Linked DNA regions of Danio rerio: region 2 is linked to region 1. The links are chromatin contacts, called in public HiChIP or PLAC-seq maps. All regions are on one chromosome and are shown on one strand. Each heading gives the region's core, a stretch centred on a gene start, on an enhancer-like site or on the middle of the called end of the contact. The rest is flanking DNA. Distances are from core to core; before and after follow the strand shown.

Evidence for each region. HiChIP or PLAC-seq counts read pairs in DNA pulled down with a chosen protein or histone mark.
Region 2: an H3K4me3 HiChIP or PLAC-seq map of gastrula embryo shows a contact between it and region 1, with 2.1 times the contacts expected there. The contact joins the promoter of ndufb2 here to the promoter of hcls1 in region 1. A contact is called at or near these places in 2 of 4 datasets of contacts at active chromatin or transcription factors (embryo and gastrula embryo).

What each region holds. Positions count from the first base shown.
Region 1 is chr4:22,908,440-22,914,603 of GRCz12tu, forward strand. It overlaps hcls1 (hematopoietic cell-specific Lyn substrate 1), which reads right to left and starts at 2,836. Exons shown (of 17, transcript NM_001045006.1): 1 at 2,783-2,836; 2 at 2,099-2,182; 3 at 1,920-1,993; 4 at 1,369-1,498. The coding sequence starts at 2,182. It overlaps golgb1 (golgin B1), which reads right to left. Exons shown (of 20, transcript XM_068220776.1): 18 at 5,788-5,859; 19 at 5,493-5,577; 20 at 4,216-5,409. The coding sequence ends at 5,272.
Region 2 is chr4:23,076,077-23,082,240 of GRCz12tu, forward strand. It overlaps ndufb2 (NADH:ubiquinone oxidoreductase subunit B2), which reads left to right and starts at 3,865. Exons shown (of 4, transcript NM_200791.2): 1 at 3,865-4,070; 2 at 5,859-5,991; 3 at 6,072-6,161. The coding sequence starts at 3,985. The coding sequence ends at 6,146. kmt2e (lysine (K)-specific methyltransferase 2E) reads right to left here and starts at 5,988. Exons shown (of 22, transcript XM_073947193.1): 1 at 5,830-5,988.

The DNA of each region.
Region 1 (6,164 bases), core at 1,586-4,085:
GTTCTCCTAACAGGTGCAAAAGAGCAGTTTTTGCTTAAGGAATGATGTACATCTAACCGATTGTTTTTACATAAGGCCTGACAGGCTTAACAGCAGCCCAATGTACAGCACAGAGCTTTTTTATAGGACTGAAGGCATTTATTCTTTAAAAACAACCTGCTATATGTACATTGTTCTGCTTATCACATAGCTATTTGCCACAAAAGTAAACAATTTGACACAAAACATTGATTTGAGCTGTAATCATTTATTTCTCTTTAATTATACGTAAAATGTGCATAAAGAAGACAACTGTCAACAAATGGCTGGGTACAGTCTACTACAATAACTTACTTGCATTATTATGGGGTGTATGCAAAGGGACTTTTAATTTTGAGTAATCCAGCTCCGGTGAACTGTCATGAACCATGCTATGGAAATTTATTTTACCACAGTATTTTCAGATGGAGGTTAAACAGCATTTCATCTCATTTTACACCTGAACAACTAAATTTACTTAAGTCTATTATCAATGCTGTAAAAGAAACCTTATGAAATTGAAAATAGTCAAATCAACCTTTCACCAGATGTTTATTGGTAGCTGAAAAACACTTGCCATTCATATAGCACATTAAGTCGCAAGATGGGACCAAACAAGAACAGCAGCCTATAATATTTATATGAATGTATTAACTAATAGCCAAGATAATAGGAAGTACCCGCATGAGCCTGTGTTATTGGTTACTATCTGTCAATGACATTAGGATGTTGATTGACCAATCAGATTCAAGTATTTCAGAGAGCGTTGTAATAAGGATATTTAATGAGTTGCATATATTCTGAAGCACAGTAGAACAAAAAAAACTAAAATATTTGGGAAAAAAACATTGAACAAAATTAGAGAACTCTTTTAGATATCAGTTATTGCTGTTGATTTGTGCCTGCTGGTTATTTCCCCATTTAACTGACAAACCCTTTTACTAACTTTGTAAGATGGTGAGCTGTTAATGTGGCCGAAATAGATAATAGATTTCAACAGCTAGATTGTGGAAGTTCAAATTCTGCAGATCTCGTGCAGGAGAGTACATTGCCTTCAAATACAAGCAAAAACTGTGAATGTTGTTTTATTGATGCTACATGAGTTTAATTTAATTTCATCAGAATACCTCATGGGTACCTTCTTGGCTTCCGAACAAAAACTGTTATGTAATTCACCTTGCTCACACAGATGTGACTTTTAAACCAAGTTGGTCAGTAAAGCGAATCAGCAAGATTTTTGGCCCTCAAATGAATTTCTTCTTGAAATAATTGGATTTAATGAAATAAAAAGGTAACAAAGAATCATTTGGCACACTTTAGAATTTGAACTTGTTTTTTTTTTAATCTAACCTTGTCCATTCTGTCTTTCTCAACTCCAAATTTCCCTCCATAGCCGTAAGAAGCTTTAGGACCCTGGTCCAACTCCTTCTTCTTAACCACCTCATGTTCCCGAGACACATTCTGCCTGAGATCTGCAATGCTACACACACAAACACAGACACGTTAATACATGCTGCAACTTACCATGGAATGTCAAGGTGGCAGTTTTGCAATGCACTCATTTCTTTGCAATTAATTCCTGGTGCTCATTTATATTTTGAACTTCAAATTATAACTGCAAATTACACATACAGTTATTGTAATTGTTTTTAAAATGCAGTGTGACAGTGCAATATCTTATTCCGCTTCTGATATGATGTCAGCTTGATCTTGTCACTCCATATTTGGAAATGCAACTCAAGTAGGCTGCAGTTCTACTTCCTATTTCCTCTATATAGTGTAGCAGTACTTTAAGCAGTGCTTTCTGTTCAGTGCTATGTAGTGGCATGAAATCAGCCTGATTTATCAATATATTGTAGCATTTTACTTTTTGTGTAAAATGTAGCATTTGTAAGAGTTACCTGATGTGTTCTTTTCGGCCTGAACCTTCTATGGTTTTGGCACCCCATCTCTGTTCTTGTTCTGAGACATCATTCTAAACGGACACATTTACATAATAATAATAATAAATAAATGTTGTGCTTGGAAATGAGACTACATATTTACATCAGAACTTTTTTTATTCCTCCTCTCTTCTTACCTCAAAATTTGGATCTGTTTCCCAGTCGTCCCCTTGTGATTCAGTCTCCACAGTAACATCATGCCCCACTACAGATTTCCACATCTATAAAACAAGAGAAGTCAAGATTTCATAGGTCATATTACATTTCCTTGTGTCCATACTACTGGGTATTGTTATGCATTACTTAAAGTAATGTATAAATCCATTAAATGATAAATATTATCTATAAACAATGTTTAAGTGACGATATTGCAATATTGTAAACAGGAAATTAGTAGTAAAATAGTAATACAAATTATGACAACGTAAACACCGCAGCTTGATGGTTTAATTTTAACGTCCAAGAAAAAAATTAAAGCAAATAACATTTCCGTAGATGAATATCTCTTTACATAAAGCGAGTTAAAACTTGTGCTCCAAGTTCCTCATTTATTGTAGACTTAGATGGAAACTTTTGCACGTTCATTGCTAAAAAGTAATAATAATTACACCATGATTTTAACAGCTTTTGAGAACATTAAAATGCAGATACATTAACGTTGTATGTATTGTAAATACAAACTTATAACTTTGTCTTTCCTTAACGGAGAAAAAAGTATGGCAACTTTAACCTATCAGTTACTTCCTGACCAAAGAAGTTTCGTTTCTTTCTGCATGCATCGGCAATAACAATATGAACAGACGACAATTAGGAATACTCACTTTGTTATTGCTTTATTTCCGTCTTTTTGTGTCCGTTAAGTGTCAATGTCAGCGTCAGATAAACAATAGCTCAGAGCTCAGATTTGACCTGCGCTCGAATGCGCGCAGCCTATGCTGAATACTTGAGGCGTCGCGCACGCGGTTACGCGCAGCAGAGTCCCACCTGTGCGCTTCCATCCGGTAACAAATAAAACAGTACAAGTTTAATTGCATATATCGCCCAAAGTCTCAAAATAATAAATGAACATGTAATTGAAGTAATTACATTTAATGAGTCATTGCAATTATTAAATATACGCATTGGTCACTTTATTGGATGGCACTGTTCAACTGCTCGTCAATGAATATTTAATAAGCCTCTATATTTAATAAGACTCTACATTTAGATTAGATATGATAACAGTCAAACAGAGCATCATTGTGGGGAGATAAGAAAATTTAAGTGAGTGGATGTGCCTAATCTGGAGAATTTCTGAACTGATCAATGGGATTTCCCGAAATCACTTTAAGTGTTTATAATGAATGGTCCGAGATAGAAAAAAATATATAGTTGTGGCATTTCTGTTGATGCCAGAAGGCAGAAGAGATCGTCCTGACAGGTTCTGCTGATAGACACTCCACAAAAACTCAAATAACTTATAACAACTGAGGTCTGCAACGGGACAAACATGGGAACAGATGAACCTCAGCAGCAAAAGAGCCATTCTAGTAAGCTAAAAAAAAAAAACCCAAAAAAAAAACCTGCAAACTGAGGCTACTGCACACAAAGGATAATTAAAAAGACAGCAGAAAACTGGGTGAAAAAAGTGTGGTCTGAAAAGTCTAATGCAACAAATTTAAAATTTCGCATAAGCTGATCCATCCTGCCATGTGTCACCAGTTCTGGTTGCCGTTATTGGTGTATATTCACGAATATACAACAAACCCCTTAGTACAACATAAGCATTGTTTAAACACCACAGCCCACCCAAGTATTGTGTTTGACCATGTTGAATCCTTCATGTCCACAGTAAACCCAATGAGTTAGTTCAGTGTACTCATATGTTCTCCACAGCCACCAGATATGCAATATGGACCAAAATAATTTGGAAAAGTTTCCAGCACAGGTTCCGCTACTGGCAAGTGTGGCAAAGTTTATCTAATACTGAAGCTGATATGTCACATTACAACAACAAAATTAAAGTAGTATGGATTATATTTGTACTACACACATCCATACTATACATAATATACTTTTTAGTGGTTGAGAAGAAAATCAGTACCTACCTCATAAAACTAGGAAGAAAGCATTCGGCACCATTATAAGATCTCAAAATGCTATTAGGCATTTATTTCAAACACATGATCAACTTAAAAGAAAACAGGTTTACTGTACAATCAATTGTACAATAGCAGCACCATCATATCTAAGAACACACTATGTCAACCAGATGTGCATGTCTTCCCATAAATAGACTTTATTTCCAAAAAATAGCCCCTACAACAGGGTAGCAGGAGGGAGAGAAATAATCATTTACACAGATTTTACAGATTAAACACTCACCGGGCTGAGCTTCAAATCTCACTGTAAATAGAGACAACATTTGTATCACAAGCTAATCCAGCCCTGTACAGCCCAAACAGATCAGAGGGACAGGGGTGAAGTGAGAAGAGGAAAGTTGGCTCTGGTTCAAAAAATGAGCAGAACGTGAATGATTTGAAGTGTATATTAAACAGAAACAAAACATCTAGAGAATTGTTAAGGAAATTATCCAAGTATGAATTATGTCATTTGAGCCTTGAATGAGGGTGATTGCAAGTAATGTCCAGATGAAACTGTAGTGTGTTTAAAAGAAAGAAACTTCAAAAAAAAAAAAAAAACTGAATAAACAACAACAATTAAAACGAACAAAAATAAATGACAGTATTGCACCAAGCTGGCAAACGAATCTGCCATTGAAGAGAAACAGTCAGCACACTAGGACAATCTTCTTACGTCTTGCCATGCAAACAAGTACAGTATCTTTTTCAGCTTTACTTCACATCTGAGTGCGATGACATTATGCACAGACACCAAAAAAATCATTACAGAAAAGTGGAATGTAGCCTGTTTGTCTACTTGTATGCAGTTTAAAAACCATATCAGACAGAAAAAAGATGCTGACACTGTGTCCGTGTCAACTTCAACTACATTTTGCAAATGACTTAACGATTCCTTCATTAAAGATGTGATTATTAAAGGGTAAATAATGTTTTGGAGGAAGTGCAGGTAGTGCTCTAGTGTTACCAGTCTGGATAAGCCCCAATAAAACTGGGTGGAAATTATTTTTTGTCAGAGCTCTCTGATAAAAAAAAGAAAAAAAAAAAACAGATCAAATGTAACTTTGGTAAATAAGCAAGGAAATATGTTAAATTAATTAACCCTGTTATATGATGTGTTCATTTGTTTTAACAAGTGAGTTTGTATGTAACCGTCTCTCTCTGTCTCAGTAAAGCATGATGAGTCTCTCTCACAGATATCCTCCAAAGCACAGCAGCAGCAGCACATGGACAGTCAGAAGATACAGGGACACCAGCAGAGGGGTGCGCTGGCGAGAACAGAAGGCAACCCTCAACATCCGCAGCAGCCCAGGTCCACCACTACGAGTCTGAGGATTCAAAAAAGAAACATAAAATACATAAATTGCTTCTATAATTTTGTATAACATTTATAAATTGAGGTTTTGTTTACCCGTGTAACAGCGCCCTCTTGTGGCTCAATAAGAACAGCTGTCTCTGACATCATAGATGGTGTCTGCCACTCCCCCTGTGTATGGCTGTAAATTATTAAATAAATGAAATGCTTGTTTTTTTTAAGAGTTCACATTAAACAAGTGAATAAAACCAATTAGTTAATATGCCCCAAAAATGTTAACAAGATAGAAAAAGTTTCAGATGCCAATTTGTAAAGACTTAATTGTCTAAAAGTGCCCAAACAGTTCTTGAATGTGCCAGGAGATGATCTAAATCTGAGATTAGGGTCAGACCGTTTGAGGCGATCCTCTGCGGCGATGAGCTGCTCCTCTATTCTGAGTCTCAGTTCTGACTCCTCATCCAGCCTGGCAGACACACACATATTGAATTATGCAGTATAACTATATATTTATACAGTATAATATATAGTACAGCACTGGTGAGGGGCAAAATAAAAGCTAATTTACTTTATTTAATAAATCCAATTCACACTGGACTGACAGATGGCAACAAACCTGCACAATTAGCAGATTGGTGTCTGCACATAATTTGTCAGACAGATATGTAACGTGCAAATGGCTAAAAGAGGGTTAGACTGATGTCAAAAGACATTGATCTAACAAAACGCCTGTTGCTGTGTGTTTGAGTCTGTTGGTGCAGTGTGAACTGG
Region 2 (6,164 bases), core at 2,615-5,114, 170 kb after region 1:
TACCATTGCCGAAAAATGGATTGACCTCCTTGAGAGTACGTCATCAGCCCAGTGTTTTAAAATCCACGCGGACTACTGAAAACTTTAACAGGCTTTTGTCTCCTTCAGCAACGGAATATCTAAATGTGTAGTTTGGGCAGTCCGTGTTTCGTTTCAGAGAGCCCGTTATAAACTATTCAGCGATTTTTCCCCTCTTGTGCGTCATGACGTAATTGCGTAGTCCCTGACAGCATGATTTGACAAATTACAAATCTGCGCTACTCGTCAAAAGTTTGGAAAAAGTGAGATGTTTGCTCTGCTTGCCAAGGGTGTATTTATTAGACCATAACAGAGTATGCTGTTTCATTTTAAAATAACGGTCGTGTTTAAAGTGCAGTAATATTATGTGATGTAAAGATTTCAGCACCATCACTGCAGTTTTCAGTGTAACATGATTTGTTGCTCATGAAACATTTGTGATTTTTGTCAGTATCAGAAACTATTTAGCTAAATGTTTTTGTGGAAAAAAAATGTTTTTTTACATTTGAAAAAAGTTATAAATATTTTAATAAAGGGCCTAAAAGTCTATTAAAATCTATATTTATTTGACATTAAGGATGTTTTTTAAAAGTTACAAAATTCCCAAAAGCACAATATATCAAAATTTACAAATATATGACATGTATTGGTCAATGTTTTAAACACCAACAATAATATGTAAAACCATTAATAATGATTAAGCATACATACAAATTGGGATAAATTCTTAAGGATCATTTGACACTGAATACTGCACTGATGTGAAAACTATTTGCTTTGAATCACTACAAAAGACATTTTAAAATATATTTCCTTAAAAATTTAAATATAATATATTGCTATTTTCATACATAGTTTTAAAATCTTTCCAAAAAATAAAACCTGTTACGAATTTATTTTAACAAATTAAAAGAAAAACGTGTGTGTGTGTGTGTGTGTGTATATATATATATATATATATATATATATATATATATATATATATATATATATATATATATATATATATATATATATATATATATATATATGTATGTGTGTATCATTCCCCACAGCAATTACAAAAAGGTTACTTTGTTTCCAGATGAGACATTATATAGGTTTTGATTTGGTTACCGAAAACCTTCCAGAATGTTACAGGGAGATTATTTATTTATATATTGTATTAAGAATGTGAATGTTGCTCAGAGAAATAGGCTAACCAACAGAACATTCTAGTGAAGGGATATAGTTAACATTACTCAAAATTTAAAAATATCTTCATTTACTCATTTTCTAGTTTCAAACCTTTTCTTTTGTCTGTACACATAATAAGATATAGAAGACGATGTTTAGTTTTTGAGCTATCTAAAATATCATCTTTTGTGTTCAACAGTGGAAAAAACAAGGAAATGGTGCTATTGTTTCATTTCAATTATACTTTCAAAATGTGTTAGTTGCGGTATTGTGATCTCACAATTATTTCAACTACAATAAAAATGTTGATTAGCAAAATCAGTTTTCGTGTAAAAATGATAAATAAAAAAGCTACACACTTTCATTTATTGCTGTATTTGAGAATTGGGATTAATTTGCTGACTACGACGATAGATTAACACATTACACTAACGTTACACACATTAAATTGGACTCGTAGCGCATTTAAAACCCGCCGTCCTGTGCGTTTTTGGGCAGTTTAAGCACTGATCGAGACTGAAGTCAGATTATGGTCTGTTACGTCACAATAAGAGCCGCAACAAAAGGCTCGAGCGGAGGCGCGCATTTCCTGTTTAGGTTCTGCTGAGAAAACCATTCGTGTGCTGAAAACATCCCGACTGAGGCTGCATGTCGAGGTTATGCGATGCTATTATATCTGCAGAGGCGATATGTTTCTTGCATTCGTTAAGCTGTGTGTTTGGAAACGCCTCTCGTGTTTTTCATCGATTGTGTTTTTCCAGAGCCGCCATGTTGTCGATCCCGCGCCTCTGCGCTGCTCCGGGGATCATGATTAGTAAATGGCGTATTGGAGCATTTTCTGGAGCACGCACTGCTATTTGAGCTGTTGTTGTTTATTGGATTCCCAAGAAGGTTAACCACAACTTTGTCTGTCTATTGAGTTTACGGCAAACTTTGTAGGCTACTACTAACATTATTTTAGCCTGCTACTGCTTTTGTCCATTACAACATCTACAGTCTAGTGCCTAAACTTTTTCTTATAAAGGGTCAAAAACAAAACTTGATTGGGGCTAGTGGACCAGAGGTGAATATACAGTAGTTGCCGTGGGTAATACCTAATATTTTTAATAATATTTAAAATAACTAGAAAACATTGCTTTATAGTAACTAATAAGCAATTTTACATTTAACAATGAACTTTACAGCATTACAGAAAAAACAAAAACAATCTCATTTATAACAATGTTGTTACACTTGTGTTTGCCTTCTGCTTAGTCATCTACCCTTTGAGTGACATCATGTACATTTTTAAAAATCAGATTCATTTACAAAATGAAACATGCTTTTTTTCATAGCTCAGCAATACAACAGAAACAAAATAAGGATAGGTGACGCATCAAATTATAAATTACCATCTTTGTTAAAGGCATTCGCCCCAATTCTTTCCATCATTCTCATTTTTTTTTTCTCAAATGGGATGGTGAGCTAAATCAAAGGTTACAATGGGCCAACCTTACTTAAAATAGTTGTTGAAAAACTATAATGACAAATAGTTTGGTGAATAGGTAATGTGACTGTTGCATTGGCACTAGGGTCCCAAAAGTTGATGTATGGAGGATGTATAGTCTGAAATTAAATATTTCTGAAAATTTTGGAAAATATGTATGTATCTGGTTGCTTTTTGAGCCAATAAAACATTTTATATGTAATTGCAACTTGTGTGTTCAGAGTTTCTTCACTTGCATAAAATCAAAACTATATCAATAGTAAACAGTGTTGGGAGTAATGCATTGCAAGTAATCCGAGTTACGCAATAATATTACTTTTCTAAGTAACAAGTACAGTAACGCATAACTTTAAAAATAAGTAATAATGTTTGAGTTACTGTTTAGTTTAATTCGCTTTAAAAACGAATTGCTGAATTAAAATGAAAGTAGTCATATTGAATCATGCAGTCAATGACAGAATGCAATCAATAATTTTAAGGCTTTGAAGAAAAGGAAGTGGGGATTATAGTTTCAAAGGACAGAGATTTCACAAAAGACAGTACAAAAGAAGCAAACACATTGCTGTAAACTTTCAATAATCTATATATGTCATGTAGAGCTCTGGAGCCAGGAAGTTCTGAGATAACACTATCTAGTTCGTTTTTTAATAGGTAAATGTATGTAGGTTATACAACACAACGTTATTTTGTAATGCTCCTCTATTAAAAAAAAAACAAGATGTAAAAGAGATCAAGCCTCAGCCAGGTAATAAGTTACTTAAAAAAAATGTTACGTTACTTTTTTGGGGAGTAACTCAATATTGTAATGCATTACTTTTAAAAGTAACTTTTTGTAACTCCAACACTAATAATAAATTGAGGGTCTTGTGATAATAAAACATTTGCCAAGAGAAGCCTGATTCTAACAGGATGCAAGAGAAACATACAACAGTAGCCTACTTAATGAAATGTTCAATAAACCAGTAGAGCCAATAAATAACTGATCCAACGTAGTACATTTATTCGAATTACAGATTTAAAAAAGTTTGAATCATAATTTATAGTCATTTGATTAAATAACAAATGTATCGATCCATTTATGCATGAATATCATATTCCATACTTGTTCGACCTTTTCTCAGTGGATATTTGGCGCCCTCTGCCGAATATGCAGCGCATAGCATAAAACGGCAATTTTTAAACGACCAATCACAGCTCTCGGTATTGCCAAGTCAAAGAAACAGCCGCTGTAAAGGTGACATTTAGCTCTCTAGTCACCCAGCTTAATCCGACCCAAATTAGGAGTAAAACACTTAGATTTGAGCATGTCTTCGGTTTGGAGGACGGCGGGTGTCCTCCGGGCGGGCCTGCAGCAGTTCAGACGCGGACCTCAGCAGATGACCGTCAGAAAGTGAGTGTTTATCACTGGCAGGCTAACTAGCTAACTGTGCTGCTTCAGCCTGTTTTGGGCTTAAATACCGCTCAAGACAGTCGTTAACGACGTCAACCTTTAATGCAAGGTTAAAATTTAAGGTTTAGTTTTTAGTGATAACTGGAAACAAATTAAGCATGGCAGGTTTTCGAAGTATCGTGATTAATTAATTAACGTTAATCCTCTCAAGTTAGGGCCTTAAAAGGTCTTCAACTCATGTATTTTGTTAACGTTAAGTTAGTATTTTACAATGAAGCAAAGTAAACATCCTAAAATCTAAGTCAATTTAATTTATGAAAAGATACCAAATTAAGTCCTGTTTTTGTTTTGTTTTTTGAGAAATTTAAAAGCATTTATTTGGATAAGACTAATCTGTCAGTGGGTTCATGTATAAACAAATACATTATGTAGTTTGAATAAAGTTTTTAGAGCACACTGGCACACATTTTAATCATAAAATGCCTCATTTTTACAAAACATTTGCTCTCTCCTTTTGTTTTCAAGCAAATATTTCAGGGTTTAAACATGGAAAACAAGACCTTTCAACTAAAACCCAATCTGTGTGTACTAGGGCTGCACAATACATCGTTTCAGCTTCAATATCCCAATGTGATCGTTCCCAATAGTCACATCGCAGGATATCAAATGATATGCAACATTTCCATGTGTTTTTGAGGCCTGTGACTGTATAATGTATATTTTAAATACTTTGTCATAAGAATTTGTACAGTTTGTACCTTTAATAAGGATTAACTTTAATTTTATTCAATTACTGTACCTAAATATTGCTATACAAAAAATTGAAAATAAAGTGTATTTTAATTGTTTCTTTTTCTTTCCTAAATTTATTTGTTTGTAGATTCATAATATTTTATTTATGACCACCCCCAATCAATCTGAAATGTTCAATTCCTTCCAAATAGAGATTCATTTCGCAATATATAATCATAGAATAACAAAATATTGCAATGTTACATTTTTCCAATATAGTGCAGCCCTAGTGTGCACAATGTTCAGTAAAAGCTGGTTTAAGTGTCTAACATTTCCAGCAGATTTAGTATGTCTTGCTAAAATATCTACTCTTTATTTTTGTTTATTTAGGTAGAAATTCTCTCTTTATTCATAAATAAATCATAAAGTTGCAATGCTGAAAGACTTGCATTCATTTTCTTTTTGGGTTAGTTACTTTATTAATTAGTGGTGGCCACAGCGGAATGAACCACCAAATTATTAAGCAAATGTTTTTCGCAGCGGATACACTTCCAGCCACAACCTAACACTGGGAAACTGAAAGACTTACATTTTCATAATAAATGGTATTTTGATGAATTTTGAAATTTGCATTGCAAACTGATGCTGTCAAAAACATGGTCATACAAGGTCAAAACAATACTTTGTATAGTGAACTTGTATTGTAAGAGTTAAATAACCTATTAAAAATAAACCGTATTTAAATAATAAATGTAACATTCCTGCACAAATAGTTGTATTTGTAAAAGGCATTTACAAAGCATTGTAATTTATATTTTTTATTTTGGGGATTTTCTGGATTGTTAAAATAAATATTTTAAGTTAACTTTAATTTTATTTTTAAATCTGATTAATATTTTTTTTTGAATATCTAAAATTCAATCAATGGTACATACATGTAGCCTTATAGCACAATTTGCAAATACACATAAAAATACATATATTTACACACATGTACATACACATAACTTAAACATCTTGTACTTACTGGCAATCCTTCTGTGTGTTTTGTTTTAGTTCAGGAGGTGTGCAACATTACAGGCAGCCTCCACCGATCGCCAAGAACCAGATATTTAATGCCAACCTCTTAGGCGGTTTCATGTGGTTCTGGATCCTATGGCACACCTGGCACACACCAGACGCCATTCTGGTGAGGAGAAACATCATCACAAACCAATCAAATAAAAGCCATTTCATAATCACCAGCCACTCAACTAATGTTTTCTTTAGGGTCACTTCCCCTGGCCGGATGCTTCAGCCTGGACTGATGAGGAGCTTGGGATCCCACCTGATGATGAAGAGTAGATTCAACACCTCATTGTA